Linked DNA regions of Mus musculus: all the other regions are linked to region 3. The links are chromatin contacts, called in public Hi-C and promoter capture Hi-C maps. All regions are on one chromosome and are shown on one strand. Each heading gives the region's core, a stretch centred on a gene start, on an enhancer-like site or on the middle of the called end of the contact. The rest is flanking DNA. Distances are from core to core; before and after follow the strand shown. Region 1 has its middle 16 kb from the start of Gm35240. Region 2 holds the start of Mthfd1 (methylenetetrahydrofolate dehydrogenase (NADP+ dependent), methenyltetrahydrofolate cyclohydrolase, formyltetrahydrofolate synthase). Region 3 holds the start of Fntb (farnesyltransferase, CAAX box, beta).

Evidence for each region. Promoter capture Hi-C pulls out the DNA fragments that hold promoters and counts their contacts. Hi-C and Micro-C count contacts between places; a contact is called where the count stands out from the background.
Region 1: a Hi-C map of B cells shows a contact between it and region 3, with 11 read pairs. The contact joins the enhancer-like site here to the promoter of Fntb in region 3. A contact is called at or near these places in 3 of 484 Hi-C or Micro-C datasets (B cells, CD4 T cells and CD8 T cells), 3 of 115 datasets of contacts at active chromatin or transcription factors (memory CD8 T cells, pro-B cells and stem cell-derived neural progenitor cells) and 2 of 9 other capture datasets (adipose tissue and liver).
Region 2: a contact with region 3 is called in a promoter capture Hi-C map of fetal liver, with 7 times the contacts expected there. The contact joins the promoter of Mthfd1 here to the promoter of Fntb in region 3. A contact is called at or near these places in 8 of 39 promoter capture datasets (the 3T3-L1 cell line, 3T3-L1-derived adipocytes, fetal liver and 4 more), 2 of 484 Hi-C or Micro-C datasets (CD4 T cells and regulatory T cells), 4 of 115 datasets of contacts at active chromatin or transcription factors (the SCID.adh cell line, embryonic stem cells, memory CD8 T cells and 1 more) and 2 of 9 other capture datasets (adipose tissue and pancreatic islet).

Annotation. Positions count from the first base shown.
Region 1 is chr12:77,535,903-77,538,602 of GRCm38.p6, forward strand. No RefSeq gene overlaps it. Among named protein-coding and RNA genes, the nearest start is that of Gm35240, 16 kb to the right of the region's middle. Within about 2 kb of position 1,394, at least 57 of the 459 cell types and tissues checked have an H3K27ac peak or open chromatin away from gene starts, as enhancers often do. A contact at or near this core is called in B cells, CD8 T cells, memory CD8 T cells and 1 more, where this site is marked.
Region 2 is chr12:76,253,824-76,256,523 of GRCm38.p6, forward strand. Mthfd1 (methylenetetrahydrofolate dehydrogenase (NADP+ dependent), methenyltetrahydrofolate cyclohydrolase, formyltetrahydrofolate synthase) reads left to right here and starts at 1,409. Exons shown (of 28, transcript NM_138745.2): 1 at 1,409-1,721. The coding sequence starts at 1,681.
Region 3 is chr12:76,836,104-76,838,803 of GRCm38.p6, forward strand. Fntb (farnesyltransferase, CAAX box, beta) reads left to right here and starts at 1,364. Exons shown (of 12, transcript NM_145927.2): 1 at 1,364-1,548. The coding sequence starts at 1,405.

The sequences.
Region 1 (2,700 bases), core at 144-2,643, 700 kb after region 3:
TTACAAGGGGAGAAATGGATTGTCCTGACCCTGTTTTATGGTGTGGCTGTTTAGTACAGCAGAGAATACTGTTTTGAAGCACCAGCTGCAGGCAGCCTGCAGGTCTTCGGTCACTTCAGGTGAGCAGCAGGCATTTTGATTTTCTAGACGTGACAGCACAAATGATGTGCAGCCCCCATCTTCTCTAACTCCTTGCTTCCAGCCCATCCCTGATTCAGGATGGGATCAGAGGACCATCCCATTTCTGGAGGGGAAACTCTCTTGCCTGCGTTCCTAGCCTGACCTTGCGGGTTGTTGTCGATGTCTGCCAGGCTGATTGATTACTCTTGCATTATTTGCCTGTGTACAACCAGAAATATCTAAGAGATAGAGTTCTTCTGTCCTCACCAATAGCTACCGGAAAGCCTCTGGGTGCCATGAAGTGGGCAAAGCCACCACAAGTCTGCACAATCGCCTGTGCACTTGGTATGTACATGGCTATTTATGGTTTGTATATGTGTCCTGTAACTCACTTGGCCATCCCACACCTACTGGGCACTAACCATATGCCAGGCACTGTGCTAGAAACTGCTGATAGGAAAATGGCTGAAAGGCACCCCAGTCTTAAAGCCCAGTGTGAAAAGAAAGACAGAGCCATAAACACACAGTAGTAGTGCAGTGTGATAAGGGCAAGAGGAGGAGGGAGTATGGCCAAAGACAATTAAATATTGTTCAATCTCAAATGGTATACCAGAAAAGGAATGGTAGTTTATTGAGTCTCATAGGACTCTAGAGGTGCTCTTTGGTTGTTAAGCCCTTAGAGCTGAGTCCTGGCCATGGGACTCAGCAGTGATTTTTCCTGGGGGGGGGGGGGGACTTACTTAAATTTGCCCTAGCAAACAACAACTTGCCAGAGAAGCTGCACTATCCAAGTCCAGCTTGGTGAACCAATAGGTTAATTGGGGTTACTTATAAGAATATGAGACAAGGAGTTACGTATAGGAGCATGGGTGATTATTACGAAAACTCCGTCCTTGGAATTCTCGGCACAACTTAGAGGCAGTCACACCACTGAGAAGGCTCTCTTCCCCAAACAGTTACCTCTTATTCAACATCAAAGAAAGGGCCTTTGTGAACCCTGTTTTGTGTTCTGTGAGCTGAGTCTTGCAAATTTCTTGAGCCTTCTGGGTTCTCCCCATCCATCCATAAAGGAACAATTCAATCCCAGTGATGAGGGAGGAGCAGCAAAGGGCAGTGGGTGCCAGGCGAGCAGGAACAAATGACAGCAAGGTCCCTTTGCCTAGAGTTCCTAGGCAGGTCTGAGGTTCTTGGGCTGCCTGGACCACAGAGTCCTCCGTTCTTCATAGGAAGTGATGAACCACAATCAACAACTGCAGCTGTCAACAGACTTAGCCTGCAAAGCGGCTAAGGAGTTGACTGTCATGTCTGGCCAACTTTGTCCCCTCTCTAGTTCCTTGTTTATGCTCAAGGACACCAAGTACTTTCTATCTGTGAAGGTACTTCCTGTCTTTCTGTAGGGGGTGCCTCTCCCTGGAGGCCGTACTTGGTCTACAGTCCTGATGAGTTTCAGACAAATAGGGCCGCATCTTGATTCATACCACTTAGAGCTAAAACATCTTCCAACAAACGGGAATTGCTGCTGTAGGGAGCTTCAGACAATGTTCTTTTCATTAATTAAAATGACAGGGAGCTATTCAGCCCTCAGCTCAGAACTGTCTCTAAAAGATGATTAGGTATTCAGGGTTGTCACACGATATGCCTCAAGGCACTCTGGGAAGTGGGGGGGGGGAGCTGGGAGTGAAGCAGAGCCTGTAAGCACTAAGAAAAGAGATAACCCTTTTAGAAGCTGGCATGGGCCAAGGTCAGATGCAATGTCATAGTGCTTAGTTGGTTCCTCTTAGGACGCCCTTCCCATTGTTACTTGGCCAAAGGAAAGGGGCAGTGACTAAGTGGAAAGCAAACCAGACCAGAAATTGGAAAGTTAGAAGTCTAGATTCAGCTCTGCTCTGTGTCAAAGGAATCACTTGCCTGGGTAAAGCCAATGCTGTGCCTTAGTTTCCTTGCCTGTGAAATGGGTTGGCCCACACTTGCAAGCTAAGAGGGCCACCCAGGATATTATGTATCTGAGAATCATTTCTTGGCTCACCTGTAAATGAGAATACATCCAATCTCTAGGCCATTTCCAGCCCCACAATCAACAAGCTATTGAAAGATGAAAATATTATGACCCCCAAATACTTGGTATTAGTATTATGCTTTTATTATTCTCCATGGTAACCTAAGTATTTTTATAAAATGCTTAATACTTCACTGTTTTCCACTGGCTGGTACTTAGCAGAAAGGAGCAAAGCAACCCAAAACCTGTGGCTGGTCAGAATGCCTTCTCTAGGGATCCGTGTCATGGCCACCTGCTTGAAAAGGAAGACTCTGTGGCCAAGTAAATCCCAAAGGACATTGCCATCATGTCCCTCTATCCAGTGACGAACGCTCATTCAACTTGAAGATGAATATTTTACCTCAGGGTTAGATGTTACAGGGAAGAAAAGCAATGGTGCTTTAAGTCAGATCAAAAATTTAAAACCCTCTGTTTGTGGATGGTACAAAAGAGAGGTAAGACATGGTCCCTTACATTCATGCCAACTAGGCAGGGCCCATGAACAGGAAGTACCCACCAGGGATGGGTTAGACGAGTGTCTAATA
Region 2 (2,700 bases), core at 159-2,658, 580 kb before region 3:
TTGCTTAAGCCAAAATGTCAACCAAAATACAATTGGATAACACTGCAGCTCACCCCAGCTCACCCCAGCTCACTTCTCACTTTGTGTTCCCATCCTTTTAAAATGTTGTACAGTATCCTTCCTGGGACATGTTTCAGGTCCTGAACTGGCTGCCTTCCTGAGCGCTCAGAGAATAAAGCTTTCATTTTTAAGCTTCCTGAGTCTGAAATAAGTTTTCTCGGCTTGTACCTCGAACCCAACAGTAAGAATCCAGCCCAGTTCCAGCGGCAGAAAAAGCAAAGTCAAGGCAGTGGCTCTGATGTATTCCTCTACCACCAGGCTCCCGAGGACATGGCCAAACTCATTTCTGCACCAGGGCAAATGGGGAGGGATGCCAGCCTTGCTGGCATCTAGCTGATGAACAAAGTAGTCTCTGCTTCAATACTGATTTGGTCCGCTGAGACCAGAGGATCACTCGTCCTGAACTCTGCTCCCTTCACGCTGATGAAGCCCCACGCTTCTGCTCTGAGGTCCCTCTTAGCTGCTGGGCTGAGCCTGCTTTTGGGCTTCAACCCTGGGAGGATAGCAGGTTTTAGTTATGGAAGGCTGGGTTCAGTAGTAGCGAACTTGTCTCTATGTCAAGGCTGTGGATTGATCGTCCCTGCTGTTACTAGAATTGCGAGCCAGACCCTGGGCTCTGAGAATCTAATAAACCAGGTTAGTCACCATCCTTAATAAGTCGATTAAACAAGTAATGGTAAGATATAGAAAAAGGAGATTTATTCAATACGGCCACATTGGGAAGAGGGACAAAGAGAAGTCTTATCTTCTGAGTTCTAATATGAAACTGAGGTTTAAGTAAAGAGTCAGACTTGATATAGAGTTGAACAGTGAAGGTCGAGGTGTGGACCTGTCCATTACTGTCTTGGCTTCAGTCCTGCAAGGTGATCTCTGAAATCTCTTTCCCCGGAAACAAATTTCTACTCTGGCTGGTGGAAAAGCAATTCCCTGGAGTGCTTCCTCCGCAGATGGCTAACCAGAGGGACACAATTGCCTCGTTAAGGATAGCCTCACTCTTGCTAGGAGGGTAACAGAGAGGCAGTTATCCCAGGTGTTCCCCACCACACTCTGAAAGCTAGGGCCTATGACAACGTGGAAAGCCGCATTGCCTGCTCCAGGTCAGTAGCCGGAATCAGCTTAAGGCCTCCAAGATCCTGCCCGGAGAAGCCAGTACGATCCAAAATCACACTGCTTTGCAGGACTCTGTCGCCGCAACCTAGGTCACGCAAACTTGCTCAGACAGGCCCATTCCTGCCCGGACTCCGCCCAGTTCCACCGCGCCCCCTACACACTATCTCTGATTGGCTAAAAGCGAGGCGGGAAGCTCCCGGCTCATCAGAGGCGGGCTCCACACAGGCTCTTTCCGCAGCCAGTCATTGCCGCCAACCAGTCTTTGGTGACAACCCTCTTGCTGCCTGGGCCCACCGGCTCCCGCAGACGCTCCTGGGCCTCCTCTGTCAGCGGGTCACGACGTCTTTCCGGGTCGCCTGCGCACCTTCGCTGCTGAGCGCGACGCAGGCGCACTAGCTGATTTCTCCCGGGAGGTCCCTGAGCACGTGGGTTGTGCTGTCCTGCGCGCGCGGAGCGACTGGAACCTGATTTTTGCTGGTGTTCACCGTGGGTGGCAGACTAGCAAAGGCCATGGCACCAGCGGGAATCCTGAACGGGAAACTGGTTTCTGCGTAAGTACTTGCCAGTGATAGTGGTGGTGGGCTCAGAGCAGGGCGTGCAGATCCCCAAGCGCCTGGGCTCTGCAGGAGAGGTGCTTAGATGGGGTTTGCGGGAAGAGAGGACATCGACACGGGCTCCTAGAATCTGAAGACTGGTTTCCTGAAGCCAGAGAAACACATGCCCGGCCCAATGTGCAATTGCAATAGACTGCCTGGGGTGGCTGCATTCCTAGGTTTGGCGGCAAGTCCTGACCTGACCTTGTTCTCAAAAGTGTAGCTGCTGGCATCATTCTGCCTAGACACGGGCTACCTGAGGAGTCCAACCTCAGAAACCCAGCATAGCCGCTTGTCTGGCAATTTGGTGGTGATTCGGTTGTGGCAAGATTTGACACGGGTGATTGGTCAAATCAGAGAGAGGGTCTCTTTCTAATTTTTTGTTTGTTTGTTTTCTGACAAAGGGTCTCTCCACGGAGCCCTGGCTGTCCTGCAACTTACTCTGTAGACCATGCTGATCTTGAACTCACAGAGATCCCCTCCTGCCTCTGCCTCCTGAGTGCTGGGATTAATGGCTTGGGCTACCACACCTGGCCTAGAGGGTTTCCTCTAATTCAGCGCATTCCTCATTACACCAAATGCTGTCTTTTTTTCTCTTTCACCCCGCCGGCTTCACTTCCAAGGTATCGCACAGGCAAGGCAAGCGCCGCACCACTCAGCTACTACGCCAGCGCTCGCTTGCTCTACCCTTTAACAGCCTACCTATCCGTCCTGGCGCTAAAGTTACTTTTCAGTTTGGCTCTTGTGTGCTGACCCTATTCCATATTCCGTCAGACCACCTGTTCTGGCCGTGCAGATTTAAATGCTTAACTAGTGGGAATGTTTGCCAAGTGTCGTCCCAGAGAGTAGCACCCTTTTGCTGTTTGGGAGAGAGGGCTGGGAATTGAGCCCCTAAGTGTGGAGCCCGAAAGTGTGCATAACATCTGGGCTACATTCC
Region 3 (2,700 bases), core at 114-2,613:
GGTTTTCAGCTTAAGAGACCTAAAGAAAGAAGGGTCTGGCTCAGCCACCAAATTTAATTAGAACTCAGTTTCTTCTGTCAGTTTCAAAGACATTTTTATTTTCTTTCCTTTCTAATTTCGAAAAATTTCATTCTGTGTGTGAGCCTGTATTTACTGTGCCTTCTCTTTTCTTTAAAGTTCTAGTTTGTTTCCTTTTTTTGTTTAATTGTTTCTGAAGAGAGAGAGAGAGAGAGAGAGAGAGAGAGAGAGAGAGAGAGAGAGAAGATGTGGAGTTGGGTGGATGGGGAAATTGGGAGGATTTGGGTGAGGGAAACTGTGATTTGAATATATTGCATGAAAAAATCATTTTCAAATATATACGTATGTATATATATATGAAACAGTAACATTAAAAACGTGTATGGGTATTTTGCCTGCATGTGCACATGTGCATTACTTGTGTGTATGTTGTCTGTGGAGGCCAGAAAAGGGCGTCAGATCCTCTGGACCTGGAGTTATGGGTGGCTGTAAGTCTCCAGGTGGCTGCTTGGAATCCTGTGGCGCTGCAGCCCCTGCTGAGCCACCCGTCCAGGCCTGACTCTATTATTATTTTCTGTCATACCATAATTGGAAGCTGTCAAATATTTATGTTCACTTATTTAATTCTGCCTATTCCTCAAAAATGAAATTCAGATGTAATCTAAGGAAAAGGGCATTGTAATTTTGTTCACTTCTGCATTCCTGGGCTCTGGCACGGAACAAGTAGCAGGAGCTCCATGAATATTTGTTGATATTTCTTTGGATGATGCATTTACACTCATTTCTTCTATGGTATTTTAGTTTCTTTTAGTTTCTGCCATTGCACTGTAACCTCCAAAGGAGAAAATTACAGTACTACATTTCTCTATCTCTGAGTATTGAGACCTGCAATTCTGCTAATGCACAGAAAAGCTGAGGCTTCTCCTAAGAGGCTGTCAAGGACCCAAAGGTGCATGGTAATTCTATTAGTTAATAGCGTGACTGAGGTACTCAAGAGAGATGTCAGAAATGCTTTTTTTTTTTTTTTTTTTTTTTAGGTTACATTCTTAGGGTTCTTGAACAGCTGAAATCGCAAGCTACTGCATTACAATTAGGCGAGAGCGAAACGTTGACGTTTTCTTTTTTATTATTTGCATAACGAACCGAGGCATCCTAGATCTCCTTTCTCCAGAAAGCTGATCTCCTGCAGCAGCTCATCTGTCCGACGGGGGGCGGCAGTATCCCAGTAACTCACTTCTTGAAGATGTGTAGGTGGGAGGAGAGATTCGCGTTCAAAATCTTTTTGACTCTACGGACTTTCCGTAGCGCCTTAGCCCGCTCGAGTTTCAATGCGCGTTGTTGCTGGATGAAGCTGAGTCCTATACAGCGCTCGCAGCTCTCCCGATCATGGCTTCTTCGAGTTCCTTCACCTATTATTGTCCTCCATCTTCCTCCCCTGTTTGGTCAGAACCGCTGTATAGTCTGAGACCTGAGCACGTGCGGGAGCGGTTGCAAGACGACTCAGTGGAAACAGTCACATCCATAGAACAGGTGAGGTGGCAGGACTGGGCGAGGCGCCCGCGCGGGGCCTTCTGGGAGTAGGAGTCCCTTTTGTAAGCCCGTCTCGGGGCAAAACTCTCCATGGAACTACAACTCCCGTAGTGCACTGCGCCCCCGCCCCCGAGCTCTAGGCGCCCAGACTGGGGCTTCCGAGTGGAGCGTTTTCGGGGCTTACTTGGGTAGGAGAGGGTTGTTGTCAGGGCTGGGTTTGGAGAACAGGACAGTACCCCTGATCTCTCTGCTTCGGACGTTGTAAAGGATCTTGTTTCGTGTCTGGAGTCCACAGCAGCCTGGGCGGACCAGGTAGTCCGCTCCGTTCTGTTTAGATGTCTTGAGGTTCTAGGACCGACCGCTCACTTTTCTTCACATGTTCGCAGTTTCCGGACATCTAGGGGATCGAACGGCCGGACTGTGGTCATGTCATCCCTAAATCGATTTAATTTCTGACCTATTGGGTCAGGTTGAGGCCTACCTCGTGGTGGGTAACCATTTGAGCACTTGCTGTTGAACGCTGGAAATACAGAAAAAGATAACAGCCCCTAGGCAAGAGCCTGGTTGGGCAAGACAGACTGGAAAACTGTATAGTTCGGAAAGCACAAAAAAGTATGGAGTTTGAACTGCTTGTGATTCACTAAGGCCTAGAGTGTACCAGACATGCCATTTTGAAAAGTGTTTTAAGGTGTGAGTAGTGAGTTGATAGCTTACATTTTTCTCACTCTCCATTTGGAATTGTTCCCAAATCGGTTGTTGTAGAGCTGTTTACCCATCTGTTACTAGAAGTGGTCAGGATGAGTCCTGTCGCTAAGGAATAGGCATTCAGCCACTTACTAAAATAAGATCTTACTAAGATCACTACTCAGGCTTAACTGTGGAGGGACCGGCTTCATCTTATCTTAAAGCTGTGAGCCTCTATTTAGGCAAAACTAGCAGCAAATAATGACTGTATAAAAATTTCAGTTTTTATGTGTGCGAATGTGTGTATGGCATGTGTTTGTACGTGTTGATACCAGGACACACAATATGTGGGTTCGGAAGATCCAACTGAAGTTGGCAGGCTTGCATAGGAAGCACCTCTACCCACTGAGCCATCTCTCTTGCCCTAAAGATTCATAACAGAACAAGGGATTGGACACATGGTTATTC